2 separate regions of the Hordeum vulgare genome follow, and region 2 is linked to region 1. The links are chromatin contacts, called in public Hi-C maps. All regions are on one chromosome and are shown on one strand. Each heading gives the region's core, a stretch centred on a gene start, on an enhancer-like site or on the middle of the called end of the contact. The rest is flanking DNA. Distances are from core to core; before and after follow the strand shown.

What was found. A called contact is a pair of places that touch in the nucleus more often than the background predicts.
Region 2: a Hi-C map of leaf shows a contact between it and region 1, with 3 times the contacts expected there. The contact joins the enhancer-like site here to the promoter of LOC123406209 in region 1. A contact is called at or near these places in 2 of 6 Hi-C or Micro-C datasets (leaf and seedling).

The regions. Positions count from the first base shown.
Region 1 is chr6H:533,548,680-533,553,135 of MorexV3_pseudomolecules_assembly, reverse strand. It overlaps LOC123406209 (eukaryotic translation initiation factor 3 subunit G), which reads right to left and starts at 1,505. Exons shown (of 2, transcript XM_045099684.1): 1 at 997-1,505. The coding sequence starts at 1,327.
Region 2 is chr6H:533,652,237-533,656,802 of MorexV3_pseudomolecules_assembly, reverse strand. No RefSeq gene overlaps it. Among protein-coding and RNA genes, the nearest start is that of LOC123405781, 48 kb to the right of the region's middle. Within about 2 kb of position 3,207, at least 2 of the 3 cell types and tissues checked have open chromatin away from gene starts, as enhancers often do. A contact at or near this core is called in leaf, where this site is marked.

The sequences.
Region 1 (4,456 bases), core at 256-2,755:
AACAGTTATCGCTGCGGCTTCTCTTAATGTATAACTGATTTTTTGTAGCAGTTTAGGAAACTGTATTCTTTGAATACCAGCATTGCTTCAAAACACATCAATTGGAAAACTTGGGTAGAACTGCTCGCTACTACATCACAGCTACCAATCTATTTAATGTCCTTATAATATCTACCTCTTATTGCCCTTCCAGTAACCTACCAATTAGAAATGTTACTATAGACATGTACACCCTCCGTCCCATAATATAAGAGCGTTTTTAACACTAGTGTAGTGTCAAAAAGACTCTTATATTATGGGACGGAGGGAGTATTTCCTAGATGTACATGTAACCACTAAATATAGCACAGCCACCAGACCTTATCCAGACAGTAATCTAAAACAAAACACACAGGTTAATTTTGGTTTTTGGTAAACATAATCACCACATCATAGGAAATTGGAATGAGGAGAATGGAGTCGCTCTCTGATGACAGTAATGTATTCAAATTATAATTCTTTGCGCTCCAAAATCAGCAGTTCATTAGAACTGCAGCCTCAAATTCCATGGGCCCGGGGTTCAATCACCTGCATTCTGATTCTTTATGGCTGATTTGCAAAACTAGTATTGTGCCCCCACTTAACAATACCAGCATTGCTTCAAGCCTTCAAAACACTTCTATCAAAAAACTTTGGGAAACAGATGTTCAATACTACTATATCATAGCTACCGATCTATTTCCTCTCCTCCCAATATCTACCTCTTAATGTCCTTCCAGTAAACCTGCCAATTAGAAATGTTATACAATACACGTGTACATTTCCTAGATGTACATGTAATCCCCAAACATAACGCAGCCACCTGACCGAATATAGACTTCTCACTGGATCAACACCAGTTCACGTGGATCCCCAGTTTTGACTCTATAATGCTACACGGGATAACAGCAATCCACAGAAATAGGGTGCCTAACGACACAACAACTGATTCGAAAGAGACGCGGATCGGCGACGGACCTGGGGCGCGCGGGCGCTCGAGGAGGATCTCCTCGGTGGAGACGACGGTGAGACGCGCGGAGGCGTCGTCGCCGCTGGCGGCGTCGCCGAACTTGCCCCAGGAGCGGCGCTCGACGGCGGCCTTGGAGAGGCGCGCGCGCGCGAGCTTGCGGACGCGGGTGGTGGTGGTGACCTTGACCTTGTTGCCGTCGTCGTCGAAGCGGTACTCGATCGTCTTCTTGAAGCCGTTCTCGTCGGGCCCGATGACGACCCGCGGCGGCAGCAGGAAGTCGAGGTCGCCCCCGTCGTCCTCCTCGAGCTCCCCCCACCGGATCTTGGCGTCCGCCGGCATGGCTGTCGCTCGCTCGCTCGCTGGGGCGCTAGGGTTCGGGGGTGCGGCGGCGTGGGGGGGGGAGGAGACGGGCGCTCTAGCTTGGTTGTGGAATGGGGATGTGTGGCTCGGATTAGTTTCTGGATGATTTTGTTCGGAGGATGCGGTTGTTGGGCTTCGGAAGCAAGTGAGGAAGGCCGCGGCTGAAGATCCAACACGCGTGCAGGTGGGCCTTTTTTTTTAGATGCGGGTGGGCCTTGTTGGATCGGGACCATCTGGTAGCACGTTCGCTCGAAAAAATAAATCTGCTTTCTTCTAAAAAACACGACACGTGGATCGACAAATCTTTTTACAAGATCCGCCCCCTCTGCATCCGTTTAGGCCCAGTTCTTTTGAGCTATGTTGTGGAAATAAGCTTTTATGAAAATAAGCCCCAAATAAGGACCAGTGAAAATAAGCTCCAAATAATAAGTCAGCCAGTTCTTTTTAATGTTTCTTTATTCAGCTTATCTGTGGTATAGCCAATGAAAAGTCTATAGTGCCCTTGAAGTCTAATGTTGTCTGATTAAACGATATTCACTCTCACAGCATCACATCACGGAGTACATCTAATCTAAAGAGGGAAAGAAAAAATTTGTGGGGAGAAAAGGCAGAGGAGCCTTTGCTCCGACGAGTTGCTGCTCTTGCATGAAGGATGTTGTTGCTTTCGTGGCGGGGTAGGGCACCAGAGAGAGATGCAGTGGCGCCAGAGAAGAGATCCATGTCTGCGGCTGCTAGAGTGGGTCGTCGACCGGAGCAATCCAAAATGCTGCAAGCAGATGGAGAACAAGGGTTGCTTAGGGAGGCGCGAGAGGGAGGTGCGGCGGCGGGTGATGCCAACCCGTTGCCCATCTTGGCGGCGCCGGAGGGAGGGACGGGATCGATGGTGACCAACGGCGGCTGCCGGCCTAGGGAGGAACCCTAGTTTCTCTGTCGGTGGGAGGCCTCTCCTGTGCGAGACGAGCAAGCGAGAGGACGAACGAATCATTTTTCTCGGGGGGGATTGGGGGTGTGACGATAGGGCTGGGCGGTGGCATTTTTCCTGTAGAATGTGCAAACAACAATGGCAACAAGCTATAGCCTTTCGTTTTTAAGTGAGAAGCTGTGGGAAGCTGCGGGAAGCTACCCTTCCCCAGCTTTTTTTCATTGTGAGGGAGATGGAGATGGAAATAAGCTAAGCTAGCTTCTCCAAACCGAGTTCTTTTGAGCTTCTATCCTATTTTGACAATAAGCTGCTAGAAGCCGCAAAAGAACTGACCCTTAATCGGGTCCATCCAACAGCCCGGCCCCTTCCTCACCATTGCCATAGACCTTCTATTGCAGAAATATTGCAACAGAGGTTCTCTTGCGGAGTTTTTTTGTCTGAACTCTTTTGAAATATGAGTTTCGTTGCGGAAGGACATGTGCAACACAAATGATGTTGTAGAATTTTGTTATCTCAACTTTTTGTCAACATGGTTGTTGATGCGGAAGGACTTTTGCAACACAAATGATATTATAAAAAAATGTCTTAACTTTCTTGCAACATAGGTGTTGTTGCGGAAGGACTTCTCGAACACAAATAGTGTTAAGAAAAATTGTAAGTGAGAGAGGCACACATGTCTAGTCGTGGAGATCTGGCTGATTGTGCGTCTGTTGATCAAACTCGTATGTGACGGTTGCGCATGCGGTGGAAGTGTACGCGTGATCGGCCGGCTGACTCTAATATTTTCCCAAAATTTTTTGTTTAATTTTTAAAAAAATTGTTGACCCCTAAAAAAATTTAAAAAAAAATTTGCTGACACAAAAGTCTTTGTATTATCGTTAAAGAAGCGTTACCTTTGAGCTGGCTGATCGCCCTCACGCGCCCGCCTCCTTATGTGTTTAACATGTGGCCATGTGGTTGTGAGTTAAATCTAAGGAAAGGAAGGAGCAAAGGGACGTGACCTTGAGTGTGCTATCGTGTCGATGATTGCCACTGGTACCCGCGAGAATCGGTCAACGTGATAGTTTTAAATTATTTGCAACAAGTACTCTATTGCAATAGGGGCGAGCACCTGCTAGCTGCATTTTTTTTCAAAATGTTTCTGCAACAAGTGTCATGTTGTAAAAAAAAATACAACATTAACTCTGTTGCAAGGCTTCTGCAACACAACCATTGTTGCAAAGATGTCTGGGCAACATTGCCTCTCTTGCAATCGATAATGACATGTAGAAAATATTCTACAAATATTTTTGCAACATAATATTTGTTGTAGGAAGTATTCTATAAAACAAATTGTTACAAAAGACATTCTAAAAATGTTTTCAACACAATGTTTTTGCAGAAAATATTATATAACAAACTCTATTGCAAAAAAATCTACACGTGTTTCCGCAACACGATCTTTGTTGGAAAAAATATTTTATAACAAATTTTGTTGCAAAAAAAATACAGACGTTTTCGCAACATGATCTCTTTGCAAAACATTCTGCAATATAATCTATGTTGCAAACGTTAAGACGCCCGCCATTTTATGATGCTAGAGCGGCTAGTGACCCGACCGAACTTTTAAAAAGATCAGCCGGCGGACACGTAGCACCGCCCTTTTTGTTAAGGGAAAATTCCTCTCTATTCATTATTACTATTCGTTCTGCTTCCTTTTTTGGATGAAAGAAAGTTGATTCTTCTTCGTTTGGTTAGATGAAACCACACATAAAAAATGGTGCACATAGATAGGTGAGTGAACATACAAAGTTCCATCATTGTAAAGTGCTAAGAGAATTTCTTGCACTTTTCCTTCAAACCCTAGAGCTTCAACAAGATTTGTTGGCTAGGGAGGGATATCACTTATATAGTGGGTAGAAAATGAGCTTAGGTGCAACAATGGAGCTTTGGGGGAAAAGAGGTGAGACAACTTGGGGAAGATGACTCACTTATATAGTGGGTAGAAAGATCCAACCGTTATGCCATTCTGTCCGTGCATAAGTGGTACTACCGCTCTGGTTAGCGGTACTTCTTCTTGCATGGAAGTTCTTCCCACATAGTGCAACTAACGAGCTCGGGGAGGCGGTAGTGCCCCGGAGCGGTACTACCGCTCCCACCAGCGAAACATCCGCTTAGTAAAGCAACAACAGGAGAATTGGCGGTAG
Region 2 (4,566 bases), core at 1,958-4,457, 100 kb before region 1:
ATGTGCAATACATTAAACAAAATCATATTAATGTCCAAATATTTATTGATTTAAAAAGCACAATGTTCAGATTTTACGATGAATTTTTGCTTCTCTATATTTTTTCTAAAGCTTCAAGAAAACTAATGATTTTTTAATGCATTAAGTTAATTGAAAAAATTCGTTCTGTACAACATGATGAGAGAACATTGGTGCACACAGCAAATAAAAACGTGAAAAATTGCATGTCAACAAAATATAGGACTAGTTATGTCTATTTTTTCAAAGCTTCGAGAAAACAGTTTTTCCTTTTGAAGCATTGTAATTATGTTAATGTATCAAGTTGATAATAATAAATTATTCCGTTCTATAAAACATGATGAGAAAAAGTTGTTGCACACAACGAATACGAACGACCAACACAAAATTTAAACGATAACAAAAACCAAAAAGAGCATCAACTCGCAACCTCCGTCTTCGAAAGTAAGACACCACCTAGCGCCTCTTTAGCGTCACGGTGATCTACACATTCGACAAGTGGGAAGGAATGATGGTCGATACACCTGGTGAAGCAAGCCACTAAATCTTGATGATCCAGAGGTCCCCCCCCCCCCCCCCCCCACACACACACAAAACAACCAGGTCGAGAACCCATAAGATCACGGAGTTAGCCATGAATTTATTATCCAAGAACGCTAAAATATTATGGCGTAAATATCTTCAAAAGTACAACTTGTTTTTTGTGTGATGGTAAAGAAGTGTAAAAATATCATGTTCAACCGGTTGGGAGAATTTGGACATAAAAGGTGGGACTATGAACCTTGTAGGCGCTTTTGGATGAGGGGAATTTATCACATCAATTTGCAGCCCCCCTTTTGATGTGTTTTGGAGAATCTTATCATTGAGCACGCAAGCACTTGAATGCTAACAAAGGCACCCCATGCTTTACCAACGCATGGAAAAGCAGCATAGAGGCAGCAGTACAGTCACACACACACAAAAAAAGGAATTTGTACCACAAGAATGAGCAAATGTGTTGGCACAGGGGAAAGCTAGGAATTGTTAAGCTTGACCAGTAGTGAAAAGGAAAAGGCAGAAGGCACTCCAAATTGCTTTGAGGAACTTTTCGCGTAAAGCCGGAGTTTGCCCCTTTATGGGGCTCAACCTTTCCCTAGGCACCTCACAATTTTATTTTAAGGAATCCAAAAGTGGCCAATGTTAGAAAAAATAAATAAAAACAAAAACATCCTCCCTGGCCTAGCTAGCACAAACAGGGAGAAAAGAAGGCGTGTCCCCTTTATGCAAAGGAAAGAGGGGCATCTTTGGTGCATCCCTCCCACTATCATTGCCAGTAGCATTTAGGCCATGCATCTTAAAAGACATGAATGACTTTTTAGTAGTGCATGCAATGCAATCTTTCTGCCTTGGAAAGTGGCTAATCCATCCTTTCTCTTCCTTTGATTGGTGTCTCAAACTCCCTGGCCTTTTCCTCCTTTTCACTCCAAAAGGTTTATGCCATCCTTTTTCCTCCCCTACCTCTCCATCCATCCATCCATGCCGCGGGCCACCGGCCGGAGCATGATGCTCTTTGTCAAAACCTTCCCAGGTGCCTTCACACCACCATGCTTTCTTTTCTTTTCATTGTTAGACTAGAGGGAGATGATGCCCTCACTCAATGGGGGGTGATAAAGCTTGCCCACTTTCTCGGTGACCATTTTCAATTGAGGGGCCGAGCTGGAGTGTTTCAGTCATGCCATCCATCCATCCATCCGTGGCTAAAAACTATTATAATGCTGCTATAAAGTGGTGAGTGCCTGATTAAAGGCTTGATAGAGGTAATCATGCCCGTTAAAAAGGAGCGACCTTTAGGTTGGGTGTGGTGTGGTGTGGTTGGCCATGATGCGTTCTCTTACGCTTTCACCTTTGCACCAACTTTGCTCGTTTCTTCAAGCCAAGGATTGATCGATCGATCGAATCGGTCGGTCGACGCGCGCACGGGCACGCACTCGATCGATGATCGTCGTTGCAGATGCATACGCAGATGCGGTGATGATTCCTCATGATGCCGCGCTTTGAGTTGTGGGAGATGCATGGTAACTTAAGCAAAGCGAAAGTGGGTGCCCCCCAAACCCAATCCATACCCGCTTCCTTTTTCTTCCTCTCTCTCTGCTATGGTGCTACTACTTTGCTTGCATCCCATGGCACGGAGGGAGGAGGGTGGCATGATTTCACCACCAAAGTTGCCATCCACCCAAGGGAAAGAAAGCTGGTGTTATTCCTTCAAGGAGACGTGGAAAAGGCTAGTGAAATTATGCGTGTATAAACCACGAGCGGAGCCGGGGCGCCCTTTAAATCATTGATGCTTACGTGAATCATATGCGTGCCCGGCTCGCCTTTTTTTCACCTTTCTCCAATAATTACGCACGCTCGACCTGCCGTTTCTCTGAAAGAAAGAAAGAAAGATAGATAGATACAAAGCAAAAATAAAATAAAAAGATGACCGGAAAAAAGTTGGGCTCACTCGCTTGGTGCATAAGACATGGGTGTGATTTGATCTTCTCTGAGTAGCTAATTACCACACGGCGTGCGAGTTACGGGGCTCTGACAGTGCATGCATGCATGCGCACGGCGATTCAGACAGCATGGGTTCATTTGGTAGGGCGCCCTAATTGACCTCGGAATCCGCGTGCAGCACTGACATGCACTTGTTCGCTGAGTGACTTTTAAGAATGTCTTCGATTGATCGCTTAATCATTCAGATTTCAGAGACAGGATACTATTAACGCCCATCAGGCCATCATGCACAATGTAGATACATGCATGTACATGAGTAGCCCCGTACGTACGTATACGTACCACATGCAATGCAAGGTACTGATTGATAGTAAAATACAGCTCCATATCCAAAGCAGACGGAAGCAAAAGGCTCTACGTTACGTTCCTTCTGTGATACAGTATATACGGAGCTACCATCACCATACATACATACATACATACATACAGTATACGACATGGTTGTGCCGGATACAGTACGAGCACGCTTTGCCGATGCATCATCGGGGGCATGGGCCCTATACCCCCTATACACGTAGAGACATAAAGTTGTACTAGGCACATATATATGGCTGCCGCTTCCCCTGAAATTCCATCCCAAACTGCACTGCACTGCACGCATGTAGTAGTTCTAAACAGTGGCCGTGGCCAGCGGATGATGGCTCGCCGTCCTTTTCAATTTTATGGTATAAAGAGGGAGGGAGAGGTGGGGCCGGCCAGTGCGCACAGCCTAGGCTTGGTGCTCATGCATGCGCATATACCATCAGCACATGCCTTTTCCCCGCTAAGCGTGGGGGCAAAAAAAAGATGATGATTTCAGTATGATGCTGATGCTGCTGGTGATGATGGACCGGATGTGAACTCGATTCGGCACACATGGACAAGGGGAACGGGCGCGCTAGCTCTTTGATCGGCAGGAGCCCGCCCGCTCGCCCGGACCCACATGGCAGGGGCAGCGGGGGTGCAGTGGGAAAAGCTAGCTCATCATGTCATGTCGAGCGAAGACCCCAGTGCACGGGGAGGTGCAACGCACGTTACAGCCAAGGCCTCCAAGAACAATAGGAATTACAACCAGCCCCTTGCACGACGTAGTAAGTATTTTCTTTAGGGTCTTCGGCGAGGAAAGGCCGGCGTGACTTGGGCAGCACGTTGCGAGGAAGAAAGCCAACTCGAGCTTCCATGTCGGTGGCATCGTTCACCTGCTACATGTCGCCAAATGTACTCGTCGCCCAACTCCGAGCACGCAAACTAACCTGTGGTTAGATGGTTAGATGGACAATGGTATCCCCAGCCCATGATGGCTCAAGTCATGTTGCTTGTATTATTTCTGGATTTATTTCAGGATTTTTGGCGATACGCTTTCAGTGGAAGGAAACGTTTCCGTCGACGACGAGGCGTGAACACCATCGCATAAGCGAGTGGCGAATCTAAAGGGGGTGCTTCAACAGGCTTGAGCCCCCTCTTTAAAAATTGAACAACAGAATTTAGTAGAATTCATCATGAAAGGTGGCAAAGAGGGGCAGATGGAGCCAGAACGAATGGTGAACTCCATGTTCTAACAATGAAAAGAAGGAAGATATCAAAACCCTCATGGTAAAGGGATTGTCGTCTTCCTACTTACTATGTCAAAGCCACCTCCATAGTAGAAGAAGATTGTGGCCTTCAGACAAACTACAAGTTGTCAAATGAAGTAGTAAGGCTTTTATCCATCGCATGACGAGAGGAAAGAACAAAATTATGGTTGGGGGTATTCTAACTAAAAGAGTGAAGATCATACTCTTAGCATAGGGAGGAAAGCAAATGCGAGGTCTTGAAGGGACTCACAGGGTGGGGGGATTAGGATTTGACTGATCAAATCTTATGAGGAGAGTAGAGTAAAGCAAGTATTTATTGATGCCACAAACTAAAAGAAAAAAATCTGGAGCAATTGGTGTAGATTTAGTCGAGACACTCCTCTCGCAAAGCCGGTGCGTGGGGAGGGGGGGGGGGGGGTAAAAAGGGGAACAAATAGCTTACATCGAGCATGCAATGATA